3 separate regions of the Mus musculus genome follow, and regions 2 and 3 are each linked to region 1. The links are chromatin contacts, called in public ChIA-PET and Hi-C maps. All regions are on one chromosome and are shown on one strand. The core of a region is the stretch at or near the end of the contact, and the rest is flanking DNA. Distances in the headings are between cores, read along the strand shown.

Evidence for each region. Hi-C and Micro-C count contacts between places; a contact is called where the count stands out from the background. ChIA-PET counts read pairs in DNA pulled down with a chosen protein or histone mark.
Region 2: an RNA polymerase II ChIA-PET map of effector CD8 T cells shows a contact between it and region 1, with 12 read pairs. The contact joins the enhancer-like site here to the promoter of Nampt in region 1. A contact is called at or near these places in 6 of 39 promoter capture datasets (fetal liver, hippocampal neurons, liver and 2 more), 3 of 484 Hi-C or Micro-C datasets (CD8 T cells and the G1E-ER4 cell line), 3 of 115 datasets of contacts at active chromatin or transcription factors (effector CD8 T cells, memory CD8 T cells and microglia) and 2 of 9 other capture datasets (adipose tissue and liver).
Region 3: a Hi-C map of group 2 innate lymphoid cells shows a contact between it and region 1, with 2.1 times the contacts expected there. The contact joins the enhancer-like site here to the promoter of Nampt in region 1. A contact is called at or near these places in 1 of 39 promoter capture datasets (the HPC-7 cell line), 1 of 484 Hi-C or Micro-C datasets (group 2 innate lymphoid cells) and 1 of 115 datasets of contacts at active chromatin or transcription factors (forebrain).

Annotation. Positions count from the first base shown.
Region 1 is chr12:32,818,294-32,821,879 of GRCm38.p6, reverse strand. Nampt (nicotinamide phosphoribosyltransferase) reads right to left here and starts at 1,545. Exons shown (of 11, transcript NM_021524.2): 1 at 1,254-1,545. The coding sequence starts at 1,310.
Region 2 is chr12:33,159,104-33,162,689 of GRCm38.p6, reverse strand. All of the region lies in intron 2 of Atxn7l1 (ataxin 7-like 1), which reads right to left. Among named protein-coding and RNA genes, the nearest start is that of F730043M19Rik, 13 kb to the right of the region's middle. Within about 2 kb of position 2,034, at least 62 of the 459 cell types and tissues checked have an H3K27ac peak or open chromatin away from gene starts, as enhancers often do. A contact at or near this core is called in CD8 T cells, the G1E-ER4 cell line, effector CD8 T cells and 2 more, where this site is marked.
Region 3 is chr12:32,484,494-32,488,079 of GRCm38.p6, reverse strand. It overlaps the pseudogene Gm17820. Among named protein-coding and RNA genes, the nearest start is that of Gm40375, 88 kb to the right of the region's middle. Within about 2 kb of position 1,644, at least 39 of the 459 cell types and tissues checked have an H3K27ac peak or open chromatin away from gene starts, as enhancers often do. A contact at or near this core is called in the HPC-7 cell line and group 2 innate lymphoid cells, where this site is marked.

The DNA of each region.
Region 1 (3,586 bases), core at 296-2,795:
AAAATCCCATCTGAAGTAGGATGTGGAGGCACACACCTTTAATTCCATGACTTAGGAGGCAGAGGCAGGCAGCTCTCTGAGTTCAAGGCCAGCCTGGTCTACAAGGCAGGTTCTAGGACAGCCAGGGCTGCTACACAGAAACTCTGCCTCAAAAAACTAAAATGAAGTAAAATGAAATTCCATGCGAAAGACCACCTGTTGATAAATCTTGGACCCTTTAAAATGAAAAATTACTTACTTACAATAGTTTACCAAAAAAAAAAAAAAAAAAAAAAAAAGGACAAACTAGTATGTAAGCAAATGGGACTCTGAAACATTCAGATTACAGGGCTACAAAAAGTAAAAAGCAAAGAACCAAAACAAAACCACGAGAGTACTACGCCTAAATCGCTACTCAAAACCATCACGATGTTCAAGTAAATACTAAACTTGAAAGCTAAAATTTAATCTGTTCTCGCGAGGGTCCTACTAGTCTGACATTTTATCTTTTAAGCGTCTTGGCTAACAAACTTAACTGAAGATCAGTGCAGTTCATTTCACAGTGTGTATGGGGGGGGGGGGCGGGCGGGCATTTCTTCATCATTCCTCTCTTGGCTAAGGTGCATATCAAATGGAATTAGTGCAAGAGTCAACTCAATAGGCACCTTAAAGCAATGTGCCATTTTACTCTCCCCACAAATTCTCCAGGGTTATAACTCCAGTTCCTTTAACTCTTGGTGTTTCACTTTCCATTTCACAGAAATCACGTAGTTGATCCTGGAGAGCCAGAGCACACTGGCCTCTGCAACCAGGGGGCAGGCACGTGAATGATCCCTAGGTGCAAGGGAGTTGGAAATGCAACCCCACCGAGTGGGACAGCTGAATCAGACGCGGCTCCCGGGGCCGGGTTATCCTCCGCGCTGGGACCACTGGCTGGGTGAGGGGCACACCGCCAGGACCTCTCCCCGAGCTCCCCGGGGCAGGACCGTACCTGCCGAGCCAGGGGCTGTTACCTAACCGGCCCGATCGTCCCACGGTCTCATCCAGTCCTCCCTGTCCCAGAGCCAAGGCCGCCGGCGGCTACGGTAGCTGCAGCGTGCGCCCATCCCGCCGAGCCTCCGGCCGCGCCCCCGCCGCGGCGTAGGCCCCGCCTCCGGCCCGCGCCTCCATCCTTCAGCCACCGCGTTGCGGCTCCTCCACCTGCCCCATCCCGCCGCGCCGGCTCCCGCCGCCCCGGGCCCGGAGACCCCCCCCCCCCCCCATCGCAACTCCACCTTGTACGAGTCGGTGGCCAGCAGGATGTTGAACTCGGCTTCTGCCGCAGCATTCATCTCGGGCCGGAGCGGAGACGCCGCGCCACGAGCTGCCCGGCGCGGCTGCGAGCAAGGAGAAAAATGGGCTTCGCTGCGCTCCGTTGCTTAAGTCACCGCTCGCTCGCAGGGGGGCGGGAGAGCAGGGAACGGAGCGCGGGGAGGGGCCGGGAGGGCGGGCAGGTCCGTGACGCGGCGGTGGAGGCTAGCGCGCTCCCCTGCCCAGCGCGCTCCGGCGGCTTTCCCGGCGGCTCCGCGCCCCGCCCATCCCGGGGACAAGGGGCGGGGCACGGCTGCGCGTGCGCAGCGCAGGGGCGGGGGGGACTGAGGAGGACGTGAGGCACGCGCTCTGCCTCAGCTGCGCCCGCCCCGGGCCTAAAGCCGACCGTCACCCCAGCGCGTGACCTGGGCGCCTGCCTCTGAGGGGCGTGGTCTGATGCAGGGGCGTGGCTTGGCGTTCCCAGCCTCGCCCCTCCTGCCGGGAGTCTCTTTGCCCGCCCCAACCCGGACCTTCCTCTTGTCCTACCCAGTCCCTGCTCGTCCTGAGAGTCTTGTTGGAGTCACGCCACCAGCTAAGGCCAAGGAGCCACCCACTGTCGTCTCCCTGTTCCCGCACGCGCTGAATTACCTTTGTCTCCCGCTTGGACGATGGATGGAATCTTTGGTCCCCATCCGTCTTGTGGATTCCGATCCTCTAGATTTTCCTTTAAAATCAGAGGAGCTGCTTGCGGTCTGAGTTGCCCTGGCGCGTGGACTTGCTTTTCTCCGCGCTCAGTCTGTAGCTGAGCTCTTTGATCCTTTGAAGGCTGACTTTTCCTGGAGAAAAGCCTTTGCGTCTTAGGGAAAGGTTAAATTCAACCCTCTCAGACAATGTAGGGACAAGACCAAATTGAATCTAATATTGTTGGGAAGTAAAAGGCATACAGCCAAGTCTTATACAGTGGATCTGTTTTTTGGTTTTTTGTTTTCCTTTAAATCATTAAATCGTGGGGGAAAGAGCTAGTAACCTCCCAAATAAGCGAAGTGACGTCTGATGACGTCACCCAACTTCCATGAGCCTGTCCTCTTGTTCAGTTTTCACATACAGAGTTGCAAATTTGTTTTGCATAGAACTAAAATTCCCTTTGCATGTTTAATAGCATTTAAGAATTCTAAGATTTAGGCTTTGTTGTTGTTTTGTTTTTATGGAATACAAGTAGCAGGGGGAAATCGGTATAACTAAACTGGCACAGACTGCATCAAGTTAGTAGCTTCCTTTTGCCTTTGACTTCTCAACAATGTTAGATTCAGTTTGGTCTTGTCCCTTCATCGTCTGAGAGGGTTCAATTTAACCTTCCCCTTAAGACACAAAGGACTGTTGAGACTTTTCTCCAGGAAAAGTCAAACAGCTTTCAAAGGATCCAAGAGCTCAGCTACAGCATCCATTCATCTACAATTGACCGCCATTTTAGGCTGTTTTATGCGGGGGGTGGGGGGTGGGTGGGGGGTGGAGGTGGGGGTGGGGATAAGATTCTAATTACAAAGTAGTCTTTGTTCACGGTAGTGTTTTCTAAAAACAAAATTTGATCTTGCAATCTTTCAGTTTTTTTCCCTGTATAAAAATGAAAAAGCCCAAAATGTAAAAATGCTAACATTGTAAGCATACTGACATTGCTAGATAAGTTCAAGAGTAGGGTCTGCAGGAATATTACTGGCTTAATCCCACAGCAATCTTTAGAGGAAAAGGTGACTATTGAAGTTCTTAGAGTTCTTAAAAGCCCCTCTCCCGCAAAGGGCTATATGCTAGTGTGGACTGACTAGAAGGAAGCAGATCAACTTTTAAGAGTTGGGGTCTCAGATATAGCTGTCTCTTGTGAGACTATGCCGGGGCCTAGCAAACACAGAAGTGGATGCTCACAGTCAGCTATTGGATGGGTCACACGGCCCCCAATGGAGGAGCTAGAGAAATTACCCAAGGAGCTAAAGGGAACTGCAACCCTATAGGTGGAACAACAATATGAACTAAGCAGTACCCCGGAGCTCTTGTGTCTAGCTGCATATGTATCAAAAGATGGCCTAGTCGGCCATCACTGCAAAGAGAGGCCCATTGGACTTGCAAACTTTATATGCTGTGTGTCTCACTCATTCCCCTCTCTGTATACTAGCTCTGGTTCTCAAGGCCTTTGCCACAGACCCCAATTTGCCCCATCTGACTTGCTATTTATTCTTACCACATGTGTTAGATATTTGGCAATGGGGAAATACCTTAGAGAAATAGTTATAAAAGAGGAAACATCTATTTGGCTCATAGTTTCAGA
Region 2 (3,586 bases), core at 785-3,284, 340 kb before region 1:
AAACCCCAGCGAAACGCAACTGGTGGGCCCACCTCTTCTCCAGCTCTGGGCCAGCACCGGGAAGTGGGCCTTTCTCTGGATGCAGAACATCTGTGGGAATTCTGAGAGAGGCTGGGCGTCTGTCAGGGGCTAAACAGGCTCGAGACAGATGCTCACAAAATTTGGTAAGAAAAGCCTGCTGTATTGAGCTTTTAAATTAGTTCTGGGGGAAACTCCTTTGAAAAAGAAAAAAGAAAAACAAAACAAACCCCAGACCCTAAGAGGGAAAAAGAATCATATGAAAACTAACCTCAAAATTGCTTTCTTCTGATTTCTATGGACAATGAGACCACAATTTGAAGTAATGAAAATCTTTTTTATTGTGGCTGCCCCTCCAATCTGGTACTGTCAGCTGCCTAATAGTGACGGCTTCATTTGTTTTGGCTTAGAATCTCTGTGCACTGCAGTGCTACATTAAGTAATTAAAGGTTATATGATATAAGCTTACAATTTGATATATTTAAAAAATCACAATGTATAACTTAATTATCTGGGTGTACTGCACTGCTACAAATGTGTTGGGCAGGGATTAGTAACTTTCTAGAAACAGGGAGTGTTATTTATATTTTTTAAGCTTTGGGGCCATAAGATTCTTGTCTTTTCTACCTCACTCAGCCATAGCAGCAAGAAAGCAATCCCAGACGATACCTAAATGAACAAGCAGGGCTCTACTGCAGTAACCCCTCCCCTTCTTGACACAGCCTCATATAGCTGCCCAGGCTGGCCTCAAACTTAATACGTAGCCCAGGCTAGCCTTGAACTTATGATCCTCCTCTGCCTCTGCCTCTCTGCCTCTCTGCCTCCCAAGTGCTAGAATTTCAGGTATGTGCCACCATGCCTGGTTTTTTTATTCTTTGCTGGCGACTTAACCTAGGGATCTCTGCATGCTAAGCAAGCAGCCCAACAACTACCTATATCCAAAGATGTACGATAACTTCCATGTATAAAAACAGGTTTCAGGTAAGATAGTGCCAGTGGGCTGTGTTGCTGACTACTGTCCAAGTTGTTCACACTGTACGTGTACTGTGCACTTGTTAAGAGGACAGTAACTAACCTCAGCTTGGATTCTACACTGAGAGCTTGACATGCAGGGATGAGAATTCAGAAACAAACCACTGGATGGGATAAAACTTTAAGATATTTTATTATTCATAAATTGTATACTCTGCATCATTTTATCAGTAAAATTTGTAATTAGCAATATTTTAGAATAGGTTCCTTATAATAACACTGGTAGCAGTCGGGTAATTGTAAAACTCTTTAAGTGTGTGCATGTGTGTGTGTATATATATATATATATATAAATAAGAGAGAGGGGAGGGGAGGAGAGGGGAGGGGAGGGGAGGGGAGGGGAGGGGAGGGGAGGGGAGGGGAGGGGAGGGGAGGGAAGGGGAGGGGAGGGGAGGGAGATCTGCCCCTAGGACCCCAAATAGAAAAGGCAAGATGTATATAATAATTTCTGAACCAAGGGATGTGCTTCTGTGCAGTGCCCATGCAAGCCTGCAGTGGTCCATCCCATGGATGAAGCTGTGGTTTCCCTTTGGTCCTGATGAATTTCACCATGCCTTCTTTTTCCCAACAGCAGCTTCCTGGGGAACTCACAGCTCTCCAAAGGCCTTCGTAACTCTTCCCTGGAACACGGACTCTCCACATCCTAGCCATTTCTGCTGTTTCTATCTAAAGTGTCCTCCCTTCCTCCCTCCCTTCCTTCCTTCTTTCCTTCCTACCTACCTACAAGAACTTGGCTTCTACAACATACCCTTTACTGTGTTCCACGCAGAGCCACAGCCAAGCAGCCCTGCCCTTAAAGGTCTTGCTGACCATAAACTGAAGTCTTTTCCTCTTCTTATCACTGGGAATCTTGAACCCCACTCCATCCTCTGTGCAGTGTCAGGGACCCCAGTGAGCTGCATGGTGAGTTCCTGAGGGTAGTGGCCGAGGCTTCCCCCTCGTACCCCACAAAGGACCCAGCCCCGTGTCACCCACTTCCTGGGTGCTCAGCGGTTTCCTGATGAGTCAGGGTTACAGGAAGCACCCTGGCTTCCTAACACACAGGAGTCCCATTCACCCGAGTCTGCAATTTGCCTCAGTGGCTCACCTAAGCCAGCCTAAATTCTCCAATCGGAAGGTAAGAACCAGCTTATTGCAAGTGTAATTATCTTCTTCCTTCCTCAAATTAAAGCAGAGGGTCCCCTGAGTGTGTGGGGTAATGCTTCATAATGTTTTAAAACTCGGGCTCTACTAACCCCTAGCACCATTCTTCCTGGAGCGTCCCCTGTCTCTGAACTTCCGCGATGACTGTATTTTCACAACACACACATCTTGAAATGCCAGCACACCAATCCTCAGTCTTGCCAGCTTAAGAATCGTGGTGTTCAAACCCAATGTCTGAAAGTTAGTAATTAAAGGGAAAGCCCCCACTCCAGCTTTTAAGTGGAATCTAAAAGAATGGTGCCTTCTTCACTGACGAATGCTGGCTGGAAAAAGTAGGTCAGAGGCATGGAATCTGTAAGCGGTCATCCTTCTCCCCGTGAAGAAATGATGAATCCTGGCAGCCACCACTGATGGATGCTAAGGGGGTCCTGAGAAACTCCCTGCTGTGGAACGGGGATTTCACCGAGTGCCAGAGCAGTCCCCACACAGGTGTGGTGCTCACTGCAGAAGGAAACCCATCTCTGCAATGCATAGCACGGTTTTATAAGATGAAGCTCTGAAAACTCGGATGTGTTAGCTCAAGAAAACAAGTCAGGATGTGACAGAGTAACAAACAGGTGAAATGCCATTAGGCCTGCAACTCATTTTAAAACGTTACATATATATGTATGTGATATATATGTATATGATGTATATATGTGTGTGTATAATGTATGTGTTCATATATATGTAAATTATAAATTTTATATATACATTTACAATGAAACAAGGCACAATACAGGCCACTGTTTTCGTCTACATGGTGTGTGCACAGGTGACTCTGGTGGCATACCATCTTTTTCTGTGTGAGCAACCTTAATGTTGACATTGAATGGGAAGATGCAGGCTGGGGGTTACCTCTGAATGCTAAAAGAGGAACTTCCTGGCACTACAGGATGATCCCATGGGGAAGGCATTTGTCATGCACGCCTGATGAGCTAAGTTTGACTTCTGGCACTCATGGAACGGTGGGAGGAATTAAACAGTTGAGGGCCCAATGCATTGTGAATTCGGCCTGCAGCACAGTGTCCCGGGGAACCTAGAGGCCATACAGCCTGCCATGCGAGATGCAGGGAAGAGATTTCCAGGCTAAAGCTGGTCCTGAAACAAAAGGTGGCTATGAGCACAAGGGAGGAGACTAGGGAAGCAGAGACAGAGGAGGAACAAGTATGGCTGCCCGAGACTCCTCTGAGGCGCACTCTACCTGCTGGACTAGGTGGGGCCTGAGTGCAGGACCTGGAGAACTGCAGTTTCTGGGAAGTAATGGAAAATATTCATTTATTGAACACCTGATAAATATTAATTTGGGGGAGATTAATTTTGAGGTGGTATGCAGAGAAGGGGGAGACAGAAA
Region 3 (3,586 bases), core at 395-2,894, 330 kb after region 1:
CGTTCCTTCTACATTTAGTGACATGTGTTAATGGAGTGCCTGCTTTCTAGAAACCCAGGCAAGACTCTAGAAATTAGGAGAGTGAGCAACCCCTGTTCTGCAGAAAGGTTGGGCCCCATAGAGGGGGGCATAAAAGCATAAGAGTTATAGATAAAGGGAAGGTAAAGGTTTTATATTAGGGCACAGACAGGGGGTGACTGGTTGTAACTCTGCACTGCACTGTGTGACTAGAGAGGCTTTCTGAAGAATGATAGATGAGGTAATGGCAATGAGAGGTAGAGGGGGAGTCCTGGGCTTTCTTCTTCACTGTTTGAACTTGGGCATGATTTTAGTCTAAGAGATGACATAAATGTGTATTTAAAGCTGCAGGGGAAAAATATAACGTGCATCAGGACACTTAGGCTGACTTAAGACTCTTGATATGAGATTAAAATGGGATTAATTTATTGAAGGTCGGTAGTGTCACCATCCTCTAGAAACTAAAAGCTAGAAGGCTGGGTTGAGAAGGCTTATCATGCTCATCCTTTGGGAAAGAACAAAGATGGGTTAACCATGAGATGGTTGCCTCAGGCTACATTCAAAATGTGGATATTAGGTTTTCTTTATGGCGTGGAAGAGGCTTAGGTCTGACATCTAATCCCCAGGCTCTTAGACTAAAATCATGCCCAAGTTCAAACAGTGAAGAAGAAAGCTAAAAGCCAAAACCAAATGAGTGTTTAAGAAGAAAGAAGCCCCTTAGGTCCTCCCTAAGTTACTGACACCCCCTCCTTCACCACCCATACCAGAAAGAGTGGTTATTCCCCAAAGTAGAAACTGACTATGATCATCTTGGAACTTTAGAACTTTAGCTTTCCTAACATCAAAGATGCAATAAACCTTTGGACAAATAGAGCATGGTGCATATACAGTTGCAGTCAGACCTGTGTAGCCCAGCTGGAGTTTAGAAGTATTGAAAGATACAGTCTACCACAGAGAACTTCACAGTCTAAAACAACAACTGTGTGTTTTGAAAAGTGAATTGTGCAAGCTTCAAAAAAACCCAAAGAGTATCTCAGAAAACTCATCTTGTTCAAGTTGTTGCCACACGTGTTGCCTGAGTGATAAACTTATAACTGTGCCTGCCTGTGCTCCAACAACCACACTTCCTCCCACACAGCCAGCCAGTCATCCTCCCACTCTGCCGCAGTCTCCTCCTCCTACCCCTCCTCCTCCTTCCCCTCCTCCTCCTTCCCCCTTCCTCCATCTCCACCACTCTTAGCACCTTTGCTGCTCAGAAAATCTGGTACCACTAAAGCACTTCAAGTTGATCCATTAAAGAAAGATGGACCCATGCATATAACAGTTAAAGATCTGCTCACTGTGAAATTAAAAAAGACACAGAGTATTGACAAAAGAAAGATACTTGTACCATCACCACCAGAGGAATGGACTTCACTAACTGTCTCTGATCTGCATTGTATTACCCTGAAACCTAACTCCAGGATGTCAGCAACTCGAATTAAAAATGTCTTAATTACTCCTGGTAAAAGCCAAATCAATCTCCTGAAACTGCTGAGAAAAGTCCAGTTAGAAAGGGGCCTCTCTTAACAATAAAGAAAACATGGAAACAGGAACTGGACTCACTCCAACCATGACTCGGGCCTTAAGGAGGAAATTACAGCTGGCTCATCCTCAAAGCCCCACTCAATCTCTGCCACTTTCTACAAGCAGCTTTGGTGAACAAAACTGAGAACAACTCGAACTGACTTCCTGAAGTGAAACATACAATGATAGACCAACCTCCCAAATGTTAATGTACGAAAATATGTATATGAGTATAATTCTTGTTAAAGACTCAGAGTGAGTATGTCTGGAGCCTGCCTACATATACTGTGACATAAAGGCATTTAGATATTTTCTGGCGTTCACGATGGTAAGGGGACCAGATGAGAAAATACAGCCTGCAAACTAATGTTTATTCCTAGAATTACCCAATTTAGGTTAGAGTGGCTGTTCAAATTTAATTCCATAGGGGATGGCAATATGGTTCAAAAAATAAAGACACTTGCCATCAAGCCTAGTGACTCAAGTTCAATGCCCAGGACCCAAACGCAGGGAAGAAAAGAACTATGTATATGCCCCTCCAACACACAAAATTAATAAATATGTTAGGAAATACTAACAGTATAAATCATTTGTTATATAAAGGAAGTTGTTGTAGTAAATATCCAACACAAATAAGCCCGGGCAATGAAAACACAACTCAATTAATATGAATGCATGCTATATAGTGCCTAGATTGGGCAGATCTACCATTACACTACCATCTTCCCCATAGAAGAGATCCCTTAGAACTTGCAGCTTCTCCAGGCCAGGTGCTTCTATTCCACTTTCCTTCTTCCTCCTCTGTCATTCTCACTTTCTCTCCTTCTCTTCCAAAACCTTCAGCTCCACCTTCCCCTCTTTCTCTGCCCAGCTCTAGCATTTATTTATAAATTAAGGTGGGAGCAGATTTACAGGAAATCATCTGAGTGCTGACTCATTCCTTCTTGGAAACCCCTCATGGGAAAACAGAATTAACATCAATTACAATTAGCCCCAGGACTATCCACAACAGGAAGTTATGACACTACGAACATAGTCTGAGTCTTTCTTCTTTTCTTCTTTCTTTCTCCTTTCTTCTTCTTTTTCTTCCTCCTTCTCTTCTTCCTCTTCCTCCTCCTCCTCCTTTTCCCACTGCTTCATCTCTTTGGGACTGAACCCAGGGCCTCACACATGCTAAGTGCATATACCCTGAACTCTACCTTCAGCCTTTAGTCCTTACTATTTTATCTTCTGTCCATGTTCCAGCAGACAAATACAATCTTCATGATTTCAGCATGGACCCTCTATTTTTCAGAATGCATGGCCAAGGATCCTCTGTGGCCTGTGGCAGCTTTATCATGAATCCTGGTTCCCGCTTTGCTCCTTACCACCCTAATATTTGAGTGTTACAGATAGAACTCAAGGCCATGAATGTGCTAAACTAGTAGAAATATCTCCTTAATATTGAATGAGGTACACTTACATTTAAAAACTATATTTAATTCTTTGCAGGGAGTTCAAGAACATAGTGTTTCCCTCAAATATTCATGGCCCTGGGTTCAAGCACCAGTACTAACACACAAACATACAGTTACACATACTCATTCATGTGATGGTTAATATCAGTTATATACTTCATATTATCTATAATTACCTGGAAGATGGCTTTCCATCTTGATTGGGTTAATTGAGATGGGATAATCTACCCTTAGGGATAGAGCACCCTAAGCTGTGGGTTCGATGTGACCAGCTGCTTTAAGCTCCTGCTCTCTTGATCCCTTCCCTTCAAAAATGGATGTGTGGTAGAACTATAAGCCAAAGGAACCCTCCCTTTTCTCAGCTATTTCATCACAGTGACAACAAAACTAATCGATCATTCATCATATCTATGTATATACATGTCTTATTCTCTGAAATTCACATTTAACTGAGAACCTTATATTTTACCTAGATACCTCATTTGTCTATTCCTGAAAAATTGCAATTTATTTCTGGGATCCCATGGTTTACTACATGTCTTTGT